3 separate regions of the Mus musculus genome follow, and regions 2 and 3 are each linked to region 1. The links are chromatin contacts, called in public HiChIP or PLAC-seq maps. All regions are on one chromosome and are shown on one strand. The core of a region is the stretch at or near the end of the contact, and the rest is flanking DNA. Distances in the headings are between cores, read along the strand shown. Region 1 has its middle 28 kb from the start of Stoml1. Region 2 has its middle 15 kb from the start of Rec114. Region 3 overlaps Arid3b (AT rich interactive domain 3B (BRIGHT-like)).

Region 1 (2,955 bases), core at 233-2,732:
ATACATTTTGAAAATGTATAATTTCTCAACTATGCAAAAATATAAAGATGCAATATGAATTATGAGGGGCTTCATGAATCTAAAGGAACAGAGGTAGCTACGATGAGCCAGCTGGTCAGGAAGATACAAAGACAGGCAGATGGAAATGCAGGCAGATTCCTGGGTTCAAGGTCAGCCTGGGACTTAGAAAGTGCAGGCCTGGGTGCAGGGAAAATGGTAATTTCAGGGCAGAGTCCCACCTAACTAGTTTACCACCTGTGCTTAACAAAAGCAGACTGATCTCTGAATTGTTTGCATTGTCAAGAAACAAAGGTAAGTTTACTGTCCTACAAATAAATGGCTGGGGTAACAGGATGCTGGATTGAAATGTAAAATAAAAGACTGGACCTGTGCTCTGCAGGAGATGGGCTATCCAGAAAACTTAGGAAAACAAGAGAACTGCTTAGACAACTGACATTCACGCATTTGCTTTCGTGCTGAAGCACACAAGTAAGCAGGACTTGGACAGAGAGATCTCTTAGAATAGCAAGCAAGCAGAATATAGACCAGAGAGATCTCCAGAGAGAAAGCAGAGCATAGAAGCAGACTGGAAAAGCTGTATCTAGCAGAGCACAGGTCTTAGCTTGAATCTACAGTTTGACTTCAAGTGGTTCTTTTCGAGGCTCCCAGACTCCCCTTCTCAGAACCCCTCTCCAAGCCGAAGCTGGTCCTTGTCAAATGCACATTCCACAATCCAGAACTGTAGCTCAGTGGACAGAGTGCTGACGTAGCGTGCATGAGGCCCTAGGTTCAGTCCCCTGCCCTGCAGAAGCAGGGTGTGGCTGCACGTGACTGTACTTGCCCCACTTGGGAGGTGGAGGCTCAAGAACCAAAGTTCATTGTAACCTCTGCTATGGTAGAGCAAGTTCAAGGCTAGCCTCTGCTAGAAGCCTTGACCAAAAAAGCAAACAAAAGTCACCAAGAAAGTGCATTTGAATTGTTTCATCCCAAGATAAGTGCTTGACTTGATGGCTGTGTTAACGAGCTTGATTTAATTGTTTTGTCATTTCATAAATCACAAAGTACCTCACTCTGTACTCCATACAGCAAGATTATTTCAATTTATAATATAAAAATTAAAATTAAACTAAAAGGCATATTCTGTAAACGAAATCAGAAACAAAAGGCTGCCTACTATATGTCGCTATTTACAGGTGATCCCATGAAATGCAAAGCTACCGGGACAGAGAACAACTCAGGGACTCCAGGGCTCTGTGACTGTGAGGCTGAGGACAAGGAAATACCACAGGAGGAGATAACAACAGTTACTGATTTATTGATTTATTTAGTGATTCTCCTAAAGCGCTGTTAGAATGCCTAAAGCCAAACATGGCTTCACTTGCCTACCTGGAACAGAGCCACCTGAGAAACACTTAAAACAATGAGTCGTTGCCCTTAACAACCTGACTTCCGCTCAGGCTTCTTGCTGTCTTGCAAGTGCCAGTAAAAGCTCACTAGCTCCCCCTTGTGGTTTTAGATATAAAACGGGGACACAGACTGGGTCAATACCAAGGCCTGCTGGGAGCTGTCCTGGCTTTGGTCCAGATATCTCTCTTCCACTCCCACTGGTGTCAGAGTGCTTATTCTAGAAAGATTCCCACAACAGGAGCAAGAGAGGAGTGGGGTTTTCACTTGCATTTTATGTGTATGAGTGATGTGCCATGTTCATACAGTGTCCGTGGAGGACGCCTTTGTCCCCTGGGACTGGAGTTACAACTAGTGTGCTCCATCTTGTAGGTGCTGGGAACTGAACCTGGGTTCTCTGGAAGAGTAAGTGCTTTTAATTGTTGATCCCCAAAAGGGGATTTTGAGAGTAATGGACTTTTTCCACATTTTTATTGTGGGGGTATATTTATAATTATTTATAGTTTTTGTTTGTTTGTTTGGGTATATTTATATTTATTTATAGTTTTTGTTTGTTTGGTTTGGTTTTTCTTTTCTTTTTTTTTTTTAAAGATTTATTTATTTATTATATGTAAGTACACTGTAGCTGTCTTCAGACACTCCAGAAGAGGGAGTCAGATCTTGTTACAGATGGTTGTGAGCCACCATGTGGTTGCTGGGATTTGAACTTCAGACCTTCGGAAGAGCAGTCGGGTGCTCTTACCCACTAAGCCATCTCACCAGCCCTGGTTTGGTTTTTCGAGCCAGGGTTTCTCTGTAGCCCTGGCTGTCCTGGAACTCACTTTGTAGACCAGGCTGGCCTCAAACTCAGAAATCCGCCTGCCTCTGCCTCCCAAGTGCTGGAATTAAAGGCATGCGCCACCATGCCCGGCTTATTTATAGTTTTAAAGCTTGTCAAACTCTACACATAAAGGAGTTGACTGTAACTGTATGCAAATTATCCATGAATATTTCTTAGTTATATATACTGAACAAGCAAAAGAGACAGTGGGTGTGATTTCAGAAATGATGTTCATATATCCCCCCCAAACCAAACAAACAAAAAACGAGGACCCCCCCCCCCCAAAAAAAAACCCAAAAAGCCCTACTTTTACCTCTGAAATAGCCCTGAGGAAACAAAGTCTTGCTCCCCCTGGTGGCCTCCATGTGCATTGACAGTCTGTTCCCTGACAAGCTGCTGGGACCCAGGCTCAGGCTAAGACCTCTTGCTGCCAGAGATTGGAGCTCCTTGAGGCTAGAAAGTGGTTGTTAGTGTACCACAGGCATTGTCCTAAAGTTTTGGGGCGTGCTGGTGAGATGGCTCAGCAGGTAAGAGCACCCGATTGCTCTTCCAAAGGTCCTGAGTTCAAGTCTCAGCAACCACATGGTGGCTCACAACCATCCGTAATGAGATCTGACTCCCTCTTCTGGAGTGTCTGAAGACAGCTACAGTGTACTTACATATAATACATAAATAAATCTAGAGTTTTGGGGCTGCTTTGATTACTTTTCTATTGCTGTGATCAAACGCCA
Region 2 (2,955 bases), core at 335-2,834, 480 kb after region 1:
AGGCAGAAGCTCAGGGATTAACAGGGAGAAGGCACCTGGGCGCTGACTACATAAACAAAGTGCCTGGTTCTGCCTGGAAGAATCAAGGATGAGCTACTGAAGGGAGACTTGGCAGGAAAATAAGCTTGTCAGGTAGAGATACTGGAAGGACCATGTCCAGGCAGTGGCTGCAGGATGCTCTGTCACAGAACTGTCACCAAGCCCCTTCAACTTGCCACCAGCTCAGCTACAAGGAAAGCAAATTCAGGCTTTAAAGGATGGTGAATGCTGATTGGGCTAGAGGTTTTCTCCTCACAGTTAATGACCTATAAATAGCCAGGCAGAAAGGAGCTTTACCCAATTAGGTGGCATTGGAAAAGAGATTTAGCCAATCAGAACTAGTCCCTCAAGAATTTAGAGAATGAAATTAGTTTGTCTACTTTTCAGAGTTGAAGGATGATGAAGCCAACATTCAGAAAGAAGAAAGGAGCTGTTTGCCATGCTGGTGCCAAGGGTTCCCGTGTGCCCTGGACAGCTTGGTGATGCAAGATCCTGTCTCTCTGTGTTTCTACATAAGGCTCCTTTCATCTCCAGTGGCCAAGCCCTGCACTCTGACCATACACACATACAGTGTGCACCTAACAGAGGCTGGAGCAGCTTCTGACTTCAGGTCATTTGCAGAAATTTGGGGCATTTCAAGGTCAAGTATAAGCAAGGCCAAAAGAGTTAACATTTACAGAGCGATTACTACATACCGGGAGTCCTTCTACCCTATGTGCTTCACACATACAAATTCATCTCATTTTTAAAAGAATCCCCATTCAGCATTACCAGGCCCACATTATCATTAAGAAAACCCAGGCCCAGAGAGGTGAAGGAATGTCCTTTTGCACAGCTGGTAAGTGAGAACGGATTTGAACTCAGTTTGGTTCCAGTCTTCTCAAACTCAGCTCCCATTTTCCTTCTGTAAGGTCAGAGATGGTGCTGTGGAACTGGGGAGATGGTTCAGTTGATAAAATAGTTGCCTTGCAAGCATAAAAACCTGAGTTGGATCTCTTATAACCCATGTTTGAAAAAAAAATTTTTTTTAAAGCCAGGCATGGTGACTATGCCAGTACTGGGGAAGCAGAAACCGGAACACACTGGCTGGTCTCTACTTGGTGAGCTCCAGACCGATGAGCGGACAAAAGCTGCCATTGCCTCTAGCAACCACACACATGAGCAACCACACACTTGTGCGCTGTGTACTAACACACACACATGCACACACACACACACGCACATACACAAGTTTTTGTAGAACTAGGCAAGGAGACATACTATGGAAGACCTTACATGTCTTCCTGAGTAGTCTACACAGTTCAACAGTATGGTTCCTCGTCTATCTGCTGTACATATGGTATCTCTGTTTGAAGGTTTCATTGAGATACAGGGCTCCGCTTCTAGAACTACTTAGAAAGGCAGCGTCTGAGGAATTCAAGACGGGAAGTGAGTGGCATGGTCTGATTTGTCTTTCAGAAGGATCACGCTGGTGGTGATGTGGACAGCGAGCTGGCCACATCTGCCCCTAGAGGCCGGTCTGCTGCAGTGGCCCAGGTGGGAGGAAGAGGTTTGATACGGGATGTACAGAGCAGAAGTTGGTGCGAGATGCATTTAGGAGGGAAGAGCATCAGGACTGAAGAGACTATGTGTGGTAGGGGTCCTGGGGGGTTCGGCCCCACGCACTCCTAAGGGCACACCTCATGTTCCACATTTGTTGGCATGCACATGCTACACACAGAAGGAGAGTTATAGACTGGATGGGAGCACACATCCTCAGACTGGCAAATGTGTTTCCACACTCAGGGACAACACTCAGGGTCACATTTGCAAATTTTCTCCTTTTATTCTCTAGGAGAAACAGTTTGATCTAAGTAGTTCTCAACCCCGGGTGCACTGCCCTAACCCCCAACCCCACCCCACCCCACACATATCCTAAGCTGAACTCAAGATCCTCCTGCCGTTGTCCCTCAGAGGGCTGGAATTCCAGACATGCACCACCACACCCTGCCAGACAAGTTTAATTGTTATAATGACCTGGACCTGCAATTGACCTTTATTGCTCAGGGACCAGAGATGCTAAACATTATTCAATTATTAAAAAATGTTCTGCTTCCAATACTAACAACATCACTTCTGAGAAATACTGGCAGAACTTTGTAGTTGAAATGCCTAGGTTTGAACCCGGCTGAGGCAAGTTAGCGTTTTTGACCCTTAATTTCATTATTTGTAAGAAGTACCTGCCTCCTTTTAGAAAATTTCTCTCTCTCGCTCTCTCTCTCTCCATATATATATATGTATATGATGTATATGTATAGAGTGTGTGTGAGTGTGTTTGAGTGCTGCTGCATGTATGATAGTATATACATGTGTGAGTGCTGCTGCATGTATGATAGTATATACGTGTGTGAGTGCTGCTGCATGTATGATAGTATATACGTGTGTGAGTGCTGCTGCATGTATGATAGTATATACGTGTGTGAGTGCTGCTGTATGCATATGATAGTATATACATGTGTGAGTGCTGCTGCATGCATATGATAGTATATACGTGTGTGAGTGCTGCTGCATGCATATGATAGTATATACATGTGTGAGTGCTGCTGCATGCATATGATAGTATATACATGTATGAGTGCTGCTGCATGCATATGATAGTATATACATGTGTGAGTGTTGCTGTATGCATATGATAGTATATACATGTGTGAGTGCTGCTGTATGCATATGATAGTATATACATGGAGTTGGTCCTCACCTTCCACACTGTTCACAAGAGTCTGATTTCTGCCTGGGAGCGTCCGTGACTCTCCTCACAAGTGTGCTGGATTCTAGCCCCCAGGGCCAGATTTACCAGGTTCTGGGAATTCACTGAGCCATGTTCCCAGCCATGTCCTCTGTTACTTGAAGTCTTTGTCAGGGTTACTTTTGCTGTGA
Region 3 (2,955 bases), core at 332-2,831, 450 kb before region 1:
TACATGAAGTACTTAGCAAGTATGTACCAAGCACAGTAGGTCTACTGATGTATCCACATCCAGAGGGATAGATCCTGGAGATCAGTTTGTCAGAGCATTAGAGGAAAAAGACAGATGTCTCACTCCAAGCTAATTACCCAGCGGGGATTAATCTCTCATAAGAAGACAAGACTAGCCTTGATTTTTGTTTTCCGATTTATTTATTTATTTTCTGAGACAGAGTCTTATGAAACACATTGTGCCCTCAAGCTCAACTACACAGCTGAAGATTATTTTGAAATTTTGATTTTTTTTTTTAACCTCCTACATGCTGAACTGCAGAAATGTGTTATCAAGGGGACAATGTGTCACTGCGGACCAAGCTCGAGGTCTGTTTGAGCACTCTGCCAACTGAATCTCACCAGAGCCCAGTTTCCATTTCTGTGCTATTAGCTGCCCTCGAATGCAATGATTTATTAAAACAAAACAAACTCTAAACCAAGCTGCTTCTTCTCAAGTAATCTTCCAGTACTTAACGGTCCTTCCCACCTGCCTTGGGGCTTCCTCTGCATCTATCCTGCAGAGGTGCTGTCAGAAGGCTGAAAAGGCAGCAAACAGCTTCTAGGTGTTCAAAGCAGGCCACCCCATGTTCTCATTAACATGTGATGAGCAGAATTTAAGAAGGGTTATCAACTTTTCAGTTGCAAATTTTCTGAAATTAAGACTCTTCCATCCTAGAAGGGCAACTCTAAACAAAACTTTGTACGACACCAGGGGTTGGGGGGGGGTGTCAATCTTTATTGAGCAATGAACCCTATTAAATCTCAGTGGTCTGCACTAGGTTGGCAATGCAAAGCTACACACAGTAACCAAAGTGCCTGGCAAAGTTTGCCTATCAAACTAGCCCTCATCTTTCTGTTCTGTGGAAGGAAGCCTAGCTCCATTAATGGGCTCAAGACAAAGCCTGTATTGCTGAAACCCCCACTATCCAGGCAGCAGAAGACCACCCCTAAAGGCAGCACAGCCCCCCATACCCCCATGTCCGCTGTGTGATCTCCTTTGAGAAAAGGGACACTCAGTCCTTTGTTGTCTTGTTTTACAATTATTTACTCTGCCCATAGAAATCTGGCGGGTTTAGAATGCTAGGTTCCATAGTTATCCATCTTCCCATCACCCTGGTGCCAGAGAATGAGCCAGGCCTTGAGAAGCAAATATTTTGCAAGGCTTGCTTTGAGAAGAGAATCCATGAGGTAATTTTGACTCTATGTGCTGTAAGCACAGGATTTCAGAAACAGCATAAGTGTACCACTCTGAAGTATTTCAGTTTGCAAATACCTGCCCAGCCCTCACTGACTCCTGTAAAACATTTTTCGAGAATTCTCCACTATGTGTACAAAGGTGTGTGTGTGTGGGGGGGGGGATCATCTCTTCTACTTTGGTATGTAACAGAGTGTTTAGAAAATAACCTGTTTTACAGTATTTGCATCACAGAGCAGACTGGGCAGGGTTTGAGTTAAGTTACTACCTCCCACTTCCAACCCTAGCTAGAGGCTGCTGCAGCACCCCTGCTAGGCATCTGACTCCCTGAGGGAAGAGACTTGCCTGGAGCAAACAGGCCTGGCACAAAGACTCGGCCCAAATATACGGTGTAGAATAAAGGCTACTATAACTCATTAACAATTAAGATCTTGTGTCAACTGGAAAAGATCTTTGAATTGTTGCTGGAGCAAGTGCTACTTAACTTCTACTCTCCACAAGTTAATTACTTAAAGAACAAAAGGCCGAAGAACAAAACCAAAGAACAAAACCAGCCGGTCTCAACCAGCTTTAACCAGCCGGTCTCTCCATGGCTGACTCCAGGTTTTTACAGGCTCTCTCTCAAAGCTGTGCTTTTAGTCTTCTGTCCAAAGCATAATTAAAAACATTAAAAAAGAATCTCAAGCACATTACTTAGTCCTTTAAAGCCATGTTTAAGGGCTGGCAAAGGCACCTGCCTCCCTACCTCCTAACCTGAGTTGGATCCTGGCGGACAGAGAAAACTGAGGGCGGCCCCTCTGTTCTCTGACCTCTACATGAGCATTGTGGCATGCACCCCCACACATATGCCCAACCACCCCACACACCCCCAACCCCACACAATTTAAAGTTAATTAAAGCAAGGTTAAAACAAGGGAAGAGGATGGGGCAGATGATTCATCTGGCAAAGGCACCTGCCACTAAGCAGCCTTGGTTCTATCCCTGAGCCCCACAGTGTGTGTAAAGAGAAAAGGGACTCAAGCAAGTTCTCCAATGATCACCATATACGCTACAGCATGAATATTACCATGTACACACACACACAAACCAGAATGTAATAAAACTTTAGCACTTACACACAAAAACAAAAACAAGTAACAGAGAAGCTCACAGACCAAGCTGAAAAACTAAATCTACAAGAGAAACAAGAAATGGCCTCAAAGGCTGTAAGACATTGTCACCCATTGTCTCACCTTCTGTCCCAACAGAGTTCTTCCCCATATTCAGAAGGAAGGTACATATAGAGTGAAATATTAGGCTTAGCTACTCTGGCATTTGTGCAAACATTTTTGGCAGGTGTTCTGCCAAACAGTCTATATTTAGTTTGTATGCCTCAGAAACTTAAATGAACTCAAAGTATTTGAGCTGCCAACAGCCAGCCTCCAGAGCACTGAGCTGTGCAGCCACGGGGCAGCTGCCATACAGAATGCAGGGCCGGGGTGCCCTGCCACAGCACACACGTGTGCACGCACACGCCAGTCCTGAAGAGTCTCTTTTTTCAAAGCTCTAATAGCTTGACCTCAACACCTGCTGCACTTCCTGAAGACAGACAGGCTCTGGAGCTCCACTTGTTCCTCACACACACGGCTGCACTTTCTAGGAATGGCCGCACACACAGAGGCTGGCCAGCTGCCAAGGCGGGGGCAGCAGCAGCCTCGGGCCTGAACTTTCCCAGCGCTG

The links. HiChIP or PLAC-seq counts read pairs in DNA pulled down with a chosen protein or histone mark.
Region 2: an H3K27ac HiChIP or PLAC-seq map of embryonic stem cells shows a contact between it and region 1, with 5 read pairs. The contact joins two enhancer-like sites.
Region 3: an H3K27ac HiChIP or PLAC-seq map of embryonic stem cells shows a contact between it and region 1, with 5 read pairs. The contact joins two enhancer-like sites. A contact is called at or near these places in 2 of 115 datasets of contacts at active chromatin or transcription factors (embryonic stem cells and extraembryonic endoderm stem cells).

Annotation. Positions count from the first base shown.
Region 1 is chr9:58,279,204-58,282,158 of GRCm38.p6, forward strand. No RefSeq gene overlaps it. Among named protein-coding and RNA genes, the nearest start is that of Stoml1, 28 kb to the left of the region's middle. Within about 2 kb of position 1,483, at least 56 of the 459 cell types and tissues checked have an H3K27ac peak or open chromatin away from gene starts, as enhancers often do. A contact at or near this core is called in embryonic stem cells, where this site is marked.
Region 2 is chr9:58,754,962-58,757,916 of GRCm38.p6, forward strand. It overlaps a transcript of Rec114 not described here. Among named protein-coding and RNA genes, the nearest start is that of Rec114, 15 kb to the left of the region's middle. Within about 2 kb of position 1,585, at least 9 of the 459 cell types and tissues checked have an H3K27ac peak or open chromatin away from gene starts, as enhancers often do. A contact at or near this core is called in embryonic stem cells, where this site is marked.
Region 3 is chr9:57,828,645-57,831,599 of GRCm38.p6, forward strand. All of the region lies in intron 2 of Arid3b (AT rich interactive domain 3B (BRIGHT-like)), which reads right to left. Among named protein-coding and RNA genes, the nearest start is that of Arid3b, 6.7 kb to the right of the region's middle. Within about 2 kb of position 1,582, at least 22 of the 459 cell types and tissues checked have an H3K27ac peak or open chromatin away from gene starts, as enhancers often do. A contact at or near this core is called in embryonic stem cells, where this site is marked.